Regions from separate parts of the Pan troglodytes genome. Here region 2 is linked to region 1. Evidence: chromatin contacts called from public HiChIP or PLAC-seq data. All regions are on one chromosome and are shown on one strand. Each heading gives the region's core, a stretch centred on a gene start, on an enhancer-like site or on the middle of the called end of the contact. The rest is flanking DNA. Distances are from core to core; before and after follow the strand shown. Region 1 holds the start of RAMP1 (receptor activity modifying protein 1). Region 2 holds the start of SCLY (selenocysteine lyase).

Region 1 (5,040 bases), core at 1,068-3,567:
GATGCTCAGAGGGAAAAGAACTATATATGGATCCTAAGTTTTTTTTTTTTTGAGACGGAGTTTCACTCTTATCACCCAGGCTGGAGTGCAGTGGCATGATCTCAGCTCACTGCAACCTCTGCCTTCCGAGTTCAAGCGATTCTCCTGCCTCAGCCTCCCAAGTAGCTGGGATTATAGGTGCCTGCCACCATGCCTGGCTAATTTTTTTGTATTTTTAGTAGAGACGGGGTTTCACCATGTTGGCCAGGCTGGTCTCGAATTCCTCACCTCAGGCGATTCACCCACCTCAGCCTCCCAAAGTGCTGGGATTACAGGCGTGAGTCACCATGCCTGGCCGGATTGTGAGATTCTTAATAACTACCTAAGACAGATAGCTTGATTGTAAAATTGTCACAGATAAGTTCTTAAACCTGTAAACTAGAGTACTTAAAAAAATTCCACATTGCCATTCTGGGTAGCAAAATCTTCATCACCAAGGAGACCTGGCTAGTGCTACAGTTTGGGAAGGAAACAGCCTGTGCTCAGTAATTCTACTAATTACAGCTGGGCTCCAATGACATTAATTTGCTGATAACCTCATAAAGTTTTGTTTGTTCTTCCAAGATATAACATTAGCCAGGCCACTCAAAATAACGTTAAAATTACAGGACTTTGGACTTTCGGCAGAACATGAATAGTTTTCTTGGTAAACAAGGAAGGTCTTTATATGTGATCGTGACATAGTGCTTTATTTACACAAGCTTTAGAGGGTTCAGCCTCTGGACACTAGTAAAGAACGTTTATTTATTTGGTTATTTATGTAAAAAATATTCCACAACCCAGCTCTCTGCCTTGCTAACAAAGAAATATTTGTTTCTTAGGAAACGAAAACAGTGAAGGCCATGTCAAGCCAAATGGAGAGAATAAAATTACTGCGAGATTCTGCTTTCCACGTAACTTCAGCCAAAACTCTAAAGTGGCAAGATCCGCTTTCAGATTATATTATATCGGCCTCTGAGGATTCTATGCAGATCTGCCACCCCTTGGAGAGGTTTACAAATAGGGACCAGAAATCCATGGCTCCCAAGAAGCCCTGGCCGCTCTCCTTGCTGGGCCACGAACCGCTCCCCCAGCTACAACAGCGCCGGTGGTCCCTGCTTGCCCAGTGCCAGCGCCGAAGAGGTCTTGTGCGGCAGGTGCCTCTGACCAACATCACTGTTTCCGGGGAAAGGCCACACATACCAGAAACAACTGCTCCGGCCTTCCCAGGGACACTGGGTTCTCCCACGCCAGTAACCTATTCACAGTTTCCGTTAAAAGGTAGCTAAATACACGGAATAATGCAATAACCAAAGCGGTTTAGAAGGGGCTTGAGTTAGCATTTTAGGAACACATTACAGACAAGGGAAGTGAACAGCACCGTTTCTTGCCGAGTGTGTGGCCAGTTCCTGTGGCCATGGGGCTGCTGCTAATCTCCACTTCTCCCTCCAAGTGGAAAGCCAAACATGTTCCACCACTTCACCAAGGGACCCGTCCTTCTTTAAATTTCTATTAGCCAAAAGTGCCAAGTTAACAAGCAAACCAAAAGAAAAAAGAAAAAAAGCGATGGAAATGTCCCGAAAAGGGCTGGCCTCATTTCTGCAAAAGACGTGATTTGCAAACAAGCAACTGCTGCAGGCGACAGATTGTCAGTGTTGACTAATTTCCATACAAACCGGCTGTGGTTCTGATTTCCGAACACTGCGTCTTCTGCAAGCTGCCTGTCTGCAGGTTTTGCAACGCGGGACGGCCTAGGGAAGGGAGCCTGCGCTGGCAGTCACCGCGGCGCACAGCCTGAGAAACGAGGTGCGGGGCTGGGGAATCCCGCGTCCTGTTTTTCCTTCTGAAAACTACTTCTCCAGTGTGCAGGGCTGACTCGCCCCACGCTTTCCAGAATGCCCGCTCTCCGACGTCCCCAAAGCCGTCCCTTCCCCGGCGAGAAGCGCAACACCGGTCCGCGCCCTCCGCCTCCCCTGTACCCTGGGGCCTCCCGCCTGGAACCGGGGCGGCCCGCGTTCAAGGGCAGCGGATCTGTGCGCCCGCGGCGTCCGCCCCCACCCGCTCCCCTCCTCTCCCCTAGAGGACACCGGCTGGCCAGGGGAAGGGAGCTCGGCCGAGACCCCTGGCCCTACTCACCCAGGAGCAGCCAGAGGCCGCGCCGCGGGAGGCGGCACAGGGCCCGGGCCATGGTGCACAGCGGTGCCGAGTCGAGTCCGCTCGCCACGCGCCCCGCTGAGGACTGAGCCCGCCGCGGCGCGGGCCCGGAGGAGACGCGCCGGGGGCGGGAGCGGGCGCGGGAGCGGTGGGAGGCGGCGGCCGCGCGGCCCGGCCCACTGCGGCTCCCCGGCTGGGTGCCAGGGCCGGGGGCGCCCAGGGCCGGTAAAACCTTGCAGGGGGGCCGCGCGGGCGTCTCCAGGCCCCTCCCGGGGGGCGGCACACTTGGGGTCCCAGGAAGGCCTCCTGAAATGTTCTCCCAGCAAATAAACACTTTTTAAACTAGGGAGGGTCTCCTAGACGACTCAGCGTGAGCGGCACCTTGGTCTCCACCTGGGGATCTTCCCCTCCTCCTCCTCCGAGGTTCTGGGCGTTCCTGCCTGGTGTTTGCCTTGCAAAAGGCTAAGATCTCCCAGCCTTATCTACCTCTCCGCCCAGGTGCAGGCGCTGGGGAGCGTGGGGGGCAAAACTCGCCGCCGCGCCTGGCGAGACCCGTAGTAACCCAAAATGGCGCACACTTACCAGGCCCTGGAATGCTGCTCCAGATCTGCAGGATGAGTGGGTGGGCAGAGGCGGGGACAGCACGGCAGGTGAACAGAAGCCGTGGGGCTGGAGGAACAGGGCTCTTTGGGGGGATTGAGATGGCCTGGGAGTCTTGCCGTTGATGGGTAGGTAGCGAGAGCCTGGCAGGAGGTTGTGAGGGCCTGGCCACAGAGTCCTGAGATGAGGTTTGCTTTGGTGGCACTCTGGCAGCTGCATGGAAAACTGATGGGGGATCTTGGGTACATTCGTTTATGTAAAGTGGTGAGAGGAGGGCGCTCTGGAGATGGGCCGGGGAAGCCTACGGAGGAGCAGGTTCTGGGAGGCACAGGCCTGGCCTCTCGGCATTACTGGTGGCTGGATTTCACTTGCAGTGGTTCCTTCTTGTATTATCCTGTTCCGAGAACTCTTAGCAACAGTAAATTTATACTTGTGCTAAGGAATGCACCACTGCCCTTGGAGGGGGAAGAATCACCACCCTGGTGCTGCGGCCACAGCTGTCTCTTTTGTGGTGGAAGCTGCAAGTGCACAGCATTGCTGAGTGACCAACGTTTTCTCCTAGGAAAGGGAACAGTCTGTGGCTGAGAGGCTGCTGCCACCTGCAGTAAGCTTAGAGAAGGGGAGACAGCCGACAGCGAGGTCATCCACTGGTTCTTCTAACACAGGCTGCGAGGGCACTCAGGGCCAGCATGCCTACCACCTGTGCAGGGGCCCCAAGTGTTCTGAGAGTGAGGGGTGAGATGGTGGGGGAGGGCACACATTCTCTTGACTTGATTAGCCCTTGTTCTTGAACCCTAGGAGATACACCCCATTGGGTGGCCTGGCATCCCTACTTTCTTCATTTAACAGACATTTGTGTCCCTATGTGCAAGACACTGTTAGATCGACCAGCCCTGCCCTTCAATTGGTGAATCTAGGGGGTGACCTCTAAAACTCTCAATAACATGAGCGCCACAATACAGGAGCCACCCGGAACAAGGGACACTTGCCTCAGCTGCAGTGCAAGCAAGGAGACAAAGGACTTTGGACAAAATGCAGCCCAGGCAGTCCTGAGGGCTGGGTGGAGAGAAGGGCACAAGGGAAACGCAGGCCCGAGCACAGGCCTGGCAGCCAGAGGCCGTGCCATGTGAGAGCAGCACAGCTAGTGGGGAAGGGTGGCTGCCAGCGCAGCCCTGGGACAGGGCCACCGTACATCCTGCACTAGGCGATGGCCAGTCATAGTAGGGGAGAAGAACCTGCATCTTTCTGCAGCCATCACTCGCCCTCCATATCCAGGGACTCTGGCTTGAGCCACCCTTTCTACTTGTAGCTTGTGGACTTTGGCTGCATGTTTTTGGTTGGCAACTGGGACTCCTCTTTCATCAGGCTCAGCAGGAGTCTTCCTTCCCAACGTTTTCTCTTTGAAGCTTGACTGCAAGGAGGCAAGGCCAGAGGCCCCTGTCACTGCTGTTTTCTCAACACCCCCTAAAGGATACATTTTCCTAAGAAGACAAAGCCTATTTCTCAAGTTCACATGCTTTAGAAATTCACAGTTCTCTGGAGAATGCTGAAGTAAGGCACACACCTAGAGGCATGTTCTGTCCTAATGATTTTCCTGTGTGTACCTTGGGTCTAAGTAAGAGATTCCTTAGCAACTACTGTGGGCTTCCCGTCTTCAGAAGTTGTAGTCTGATGTATCTGTATTTCTAACTGGTCAGAGGTAGCATGGAAAATCATTCCTCTCCCAGGGTACCTCAGTCTAGAGGGGCATTAGGTTAAACAATGGAAGAGATCAGAAAATGGCCAAGTGCTTTACTGCATACACAGTAGGGCTAAAGATACAATCAAAGCCTGGTCAACACTGCTAAAAATTCACTATTAACATAAGATTCCTGCTTCCAGCCGAGATGAAGTTACAGGGACTGGACTCACCTTCCCATCTTAAACTAAAAAACTGGACAAAATGTATGAAACAACAGTTGTCACAGTGGACCACAAGAAGTGCAGGGACCCCTGAGAGCAGGGAAACAAATAAGGTGAGTGCTACAACTGCTCACTGCCTGGAGTTTGCAGACCACAGATGGAGAAAGGAAACCCAAAGAGAGTCTGGGGAAGCCAGGCAGTTAACGCTGGCAGGGCATAGTACCGGAGAGGAAAGAGCTGCGCAAAGAATGCGCTTGAGAGATCACAGAGGGTCCCACTTGAGTCTCAGCCCACACATCTAAGGACACTACCCAAGGGAAAAGAGTCTAAGAGCCCACACCCAGCTGGGAATAGTTCCAGTTCCCA
Region 2 (5,040 bases), core at 891-3,390, 200 kb before region 1:
AGCATCATCATCTGACATACTAGACTTGTTCCCTTACTGTCTACCTTAATAGAGTAACAGAAGTATGGCTCCATGGGCATGGGGGCTCTGTTTTTCTCACTGCCCTGTCACCAATGTTGAAGCCCATGGTTGCCACACAACAGGGGCCTGATTTTTATAAGATGACAAAATAAATGCCACAGAAAGTACAAATTCCCTGAAAGATCCCTCACTAAGTAAAATTTATCTGTATATCTTTTTACTAATATCCAAAACCTTCAAAAGCCTTTAGAAAAATGTGTAGTAGTAGTCCTGCCTGATATTAATTTATCTAGTTTTTAAATAAACAGTGCTTACACCAATCCACATGAAAACCCAGATACAATGACTAACTGTGGCTGTTAAGCCACTGAGTGTGGACAGAATGTGCATTAGTTGTAATGAAGCATCTTTTCTGTTCAAAATCACTCAACAGGCTGTGCCCTGTGGCTCACGCCTGTAATCCCGGCACTTTGGGAGGCCAAGGCGGGCAGATCACCTGAGGTCAGGAGTTCAAGGTCAGCCTGGCCAACATGGCGAAACCCCATCTCTACTAAAAATACAATAAAATTAGCTGGACGTGGTGGCACGTGCCTGTAATCCCAGCTACTTGGGAGGCTGAGACAGGAGAATCGTTTGAACCCGGGCAGTGGATGTTGCAGTGAGCCAAGACTGCGCCACTGCACTCCAGGCTGGGTGACAGAGTGAGACTCCATCTCAATTAAAAAAAAAAAAAATCACTCAATAGGTACAAGGCTTTGACAAGTTTGACTCGCCATCCTTTACCACTCTGGTACTAGTATTAATAGTCCTAGGAATCCCCCAGCCCGGCTTGACTTTGCATGTGTCCTTAAATCTGTTTTTCTTTCCTATAAATAAGCATCCAAAGTACCTAAGGCTAGCTAGTGTTTGTTGAGCAACTATAGCTCTTCAATCTGCTGCTGGGCTGAACAAATCTATTTTGTTCAGATTAATACTTTACACATTCTTTTGCTTCATTATTTGCTGCTTCCTTAAAATGCTATCAGTATTGGATGAGCAGGCTCAACTTTGTTAGTTCATAACCAAAAAATAAAAAATCTTGGGAATCTCGCTCCACTGATTCCCTAGGGGATATTTTCCCAGATCCCTTCACTTTGTTCCAACCAAGGCAGAATGCCAAATGTGTGTGCTTTAGGCCTGGACCCCCTCATATTCTAAGCATGGGTAGCGAATGAGCTCACAAAAAGGAAAAAGAGGGGTCTGGAAAGAAGACACACAAACCAGAAAATGCATACCCCTGCCTCCTGCTCTTCTCGGACTTAACTAGTATGAACACCACGTGCTCCGGGTCTCCGCGCTTCTCAGCGGTGGCCATCCCGTTTCCTGCAGCTGGGCCAGCAGTCTGGGAGAACCCTTGATTCCCTTTCACCTGCCCCAGTGCACCAGCTTCCTACCAACGCATCCGTTTCTGGGCGCACACCACATCTCTCTCCTAGGTTGTTACAAGATCCCCAACTGGCTTCCCGGCTTCCTCTCGTCCCATGCCTACCCGCGCCCCTACTTTCTAGGAAGCAGCCAGAAGGACTCTTTCAAAACACTTAAATCGCATCGCCCCGTGATCAACTTCCGAGGCCCCAAAAGGCTCCGAATGAACCCCAAAGTTCTTCCCGGGCTCAGGGGCTCTGCCGGTTCACCTCCGGCAAGTCCCCTGCCCTTCGCATCTGGTGTGCCCTCTTCCTGGCAGGCTCTGTTTCCCCAGAACCTGCAAACCTCACCCCTGGAAGTCACTCGGGTTTCGGCCCCAAAGTCACCTCTCCGTGGGCCCTTGCGGGGCCACAGCTCGCACCCGTTCCTCCTCGAAGCTCGCATCCCTGACTTAGGCCGACCTCGCGGACACCCCCGCGCGGGACGCCCCACGCGAGAGCGGCCACAGGCCGGCAGCCCCCTTCGTCCTCCCGCGCGGGACAATCGGCGACAGGCGCCGGCCGCTCCCCGGCCCTGCCCTGAAGGCGCGCACCTCTCCGGCGAGTTGTGTTTCCCGCAGCCGCTGGGCTGACTCGCCGCGGGTGCCGGCGCATCCCTCCCCGGCGCCACGGCCGCCTCCATCCCCGCCCCACTGCTGCCGGGGTTCCAGCCTCCTTCCCGCGGAGCGCTAAGGGCCCAGAGCGCCGGGGAGGAGGCGGGGCCGCGACGCCTGGGCGCGTCCGGATTGGCTGAGCGAAGCACCCCCAGCCAATCCACCCGCTTCAGAGGGCCGCCGAGCCCCCAGCGGGGAGGCGGGGCTGCGCTGGGTCAGGTGACGGGTGGGGGCGGGGCCTAGCGCGTCACAGAGCTTCCCGGGAACTGGGCGAGAGGAGCCGCGTCTCCTGGGCCGGCGGATCCCCGCACTTTCACTTCCGGGGGAGCCCCGTGACCTTCGCTGTTTGGGGCAGGGCCGCCATCGGGCCGTGGCCGGTTAGTCGGCGTAAGAGCAGGCGGGGCCCGAGCTGGACCTGAGGAGCAGAGGCGGCTGGGCAGTCTTGCGGGTGCCTCCCTCTAGCCGCATGAGCGCGGGACCGTGCACTCCGGGAGAGCCGGGGCCGCGCCGCCTTGTTCGCCGCGAACCCTCGAGGGGAAGTGCCGGGACCGCGGCAGCAGGGCCAGGGCCCCGGGGGTCTCCCGCAGGCCACCCTGGACAGTGATGAGCAGGTCCGCTGGACCTGCGCGTCCGTTAGTGGGAGCGGCTCCATAGGGGACCTGGATGGCGTGAAGTTAAGAGTCACGCATCGAGGATGGACTTGAGGGGATCTGGAGTAGAGGATGGGAGGGCATTGAGAAAATAGGGCCAGAGATGAGGGACTCTAAGTGGGCGTGGAAACGCAGGAAAGATTAATTCAAGATCTGTTTAGGCCGTTAAATAGGAATTGGGGCATGAGGGACAGGAAGGAAGCAAGGATTAGACAAGTGACTGGGAAGATGTTAGTGCCTTTATCTGGGTAAGAGGGAACACGGGAGGGGGAAAGATGATGGGTTGAGCTTTGGACATGTTGAGTTGTCTGTGAGACAGTCACAAGTGTAAACATCCACCAATGGTTGGTGTCCCGCCAACCATTACGAAAAGTCAGTGTGAAAGTGGTAAAAATGAGCAAAAATCCCTGAACTCTCACGAAGCCATCCTACCGTCACTTTTTTTGTTTTTTGGGTTTTTTTTTTTTTTTTTGGCATAATAGTGTCTACCTTTAATTGAGCCTTGAACTATGCCAGGCAGTGTTCTAGGTATTTTTCGTGTGTTCACTAATTTAATCTTGATGATTAACCCAGTCTGGTAGGTATTTATGTATGAGGAATCCAAGATACAGAAAGGCATCTTGCCCAAGTTCACACGAGTAGTGGCTGGAGCCAAAATTCGGTTTCAAGCATGCTTTGCCAAGAGGTTGAATTTTAATTGGCTTTTCATGGGCTTTCTCTATTTTGTGTCCTGTTGGGGTCCAGAATAACTTGGCTTTTCCAGCACAGCAAATCTGCACATTTCTGGACTCATTCCCTCTCATTCTTCCCTATAAACGCAGCTCATTTCTTGCCAAATGCAGCCAGTAGCAAAGGGCCCACCAACATTTAAGAAGCAAATGGATGCACAGGAGCATGAGAACAGTCAAAAGAGGAGGAAAGGAAAGGGAATTGAGAAGGAATGTCAAAAAAGTCAAGAAGACAGATAATAGTGTAAAGTGTGGCTGAGAGGCAATCCGAAGTCTACTGTGCGTAACAATTAGGAGGCACTGATAAACTAGCGAGAGAAGTCTCAGTCATGGGAGAGGCATGGAAGTTAGAATGCAAAGATGGGATATGAAAAAATGAAGAATGCAGTCAACTCTTAAAACGGTTGAGAAAGGAGGAATTAAAAAGGCGTATAAGATTACAGGCAAGCTGGGCGCGGTGCTTCACCCCTGTAATCCTAGCACTTTGAAAGGCTGAGGTGGGCGGATCACCTAAGGTCAGGGGTTCGAGACCAGCCTGGCCAACATGGCAAAACTCCGTCTCTACTAAAAATACAAAAATTAGCCGACTATGGTGGTGCATGCTTGTAATCCCAGCTACTGGGGAGGCTGAGGCAAGATAATCACTTGAACCTGGGAGGTGGAGGTTACACAGTGAAGCTGAAACCATGCCACTGCACTCCAGCCTGGGTGACAGAGTGAGACTCCGTCTCAAAAAAAAAAAAAAAAAAAAAAAAGATTAAGAGCAAATAGAGACTGAACATGTTCATAGGCTAAAGGGAGGTAGCTAACAGGACATGCAAGAAAGAGGAGCCAAAGTCCTGGAGGAGACGATAGGGGATGAAGTTAAGAGTAAAGGTGGCTAGGGAAGTTGATAGGCATGGGGAGAATTCATTCTCTAAATCTGTTTGGAAGGCTGTAAGGATAGGAGCCCAAGGACAATGGACAAGGTGACGATTCATCCCAAGCACTCCTTGGGCCAGTTAGGCAGCAATAAGGTTTGTGTTTCCAGGTGAACATAGTGAGTGTAGTGGTGGAGTCAGACAAGATAGTGTCCAAGATGGCTGGTGATACCCCGAAAGAATTGAGTACAAACATACAGAAGCCCAGGTGCTGAGGTAGCCCAGCTGAAAACAATTTAGGGTACAACATGCAGCAGCAGCTACCACCATTCCAAGTATACTGGTCACACATGCAACAGATGACCTACCAAGATGTCTCTAATACAAACACAAGTGCCCCATAGTGGCCAGACATTTGAGGAATGGCATCTCCATGAAGATAGTGAGAGGTGACAGCGTGCTGGCAGCCCTGGCAGCCCTCGCTCGCTCTGGGCGCCTCCTCTGCCTGGGCTCCCACTTCGGTGGCACTTGAGGAGCCCTTCAGCCCACCACTGCACGGTGGGAGCCCCTTTCTGGGCTGGCCAAGGCCGGAGCCGGCTCCCTCAGCTTGCAGCGAGGTGTGGAGGGAGAGGCGCGAGCGGGAACCCGGGCTGCGCGGGGCGCTTCTGGGCCAGCTGGAGTTCCGGGTGGGCATGGGCTTGGCGGGCCCCGCACTCGGAGCAGCC

What was found. HiChIP or PLAC-seq counts read pairs in DNA pulled down with a chosen protein or histone mark.
Region 2: an H3K4me3 HiChIP or PLAC-seq map of stem cell-derived excitatory neurons shows a contact between it and region 1, with 14 times the contacts expected there. The contact joins the promoter of SCLY here to the promoter of RAMP1 in region 1. A contact is called at or near these places in 2 of 7 Hi-C or Micro-C datasets (blood and stem cell-derived neural progenitor cells) and 1 of 1 datasets of contacts at active chromatin or transcription factors (stem cell-derived excitatory neurons).

What each region holds. Positions count from the first base shown.
Region 1 is chr13:140,032,668-140,037,707 of NHGRI_mPanTro3-v2.0_pri, reverse strand. It overlaps RAMP1 (receptor activity modifying protein 1), which reads right to left and starts at 2,317. Exons shown (of 3, transcript XM_516183.8): 1 at 2,155-2,317. The coding sequence starts at 2,206.
Region 2 is chr13:140,232,443-140,237,482 of NHGRI_mPanTro3-v2.0_pri, reverse strand. SCLY (selenocysteine lyase) reads right to left here and starts at 2,140. Exons shown (of 12, transcript NM_001302528.1): 1 at 2,018-2,140. The coding sequence starts at 2,106.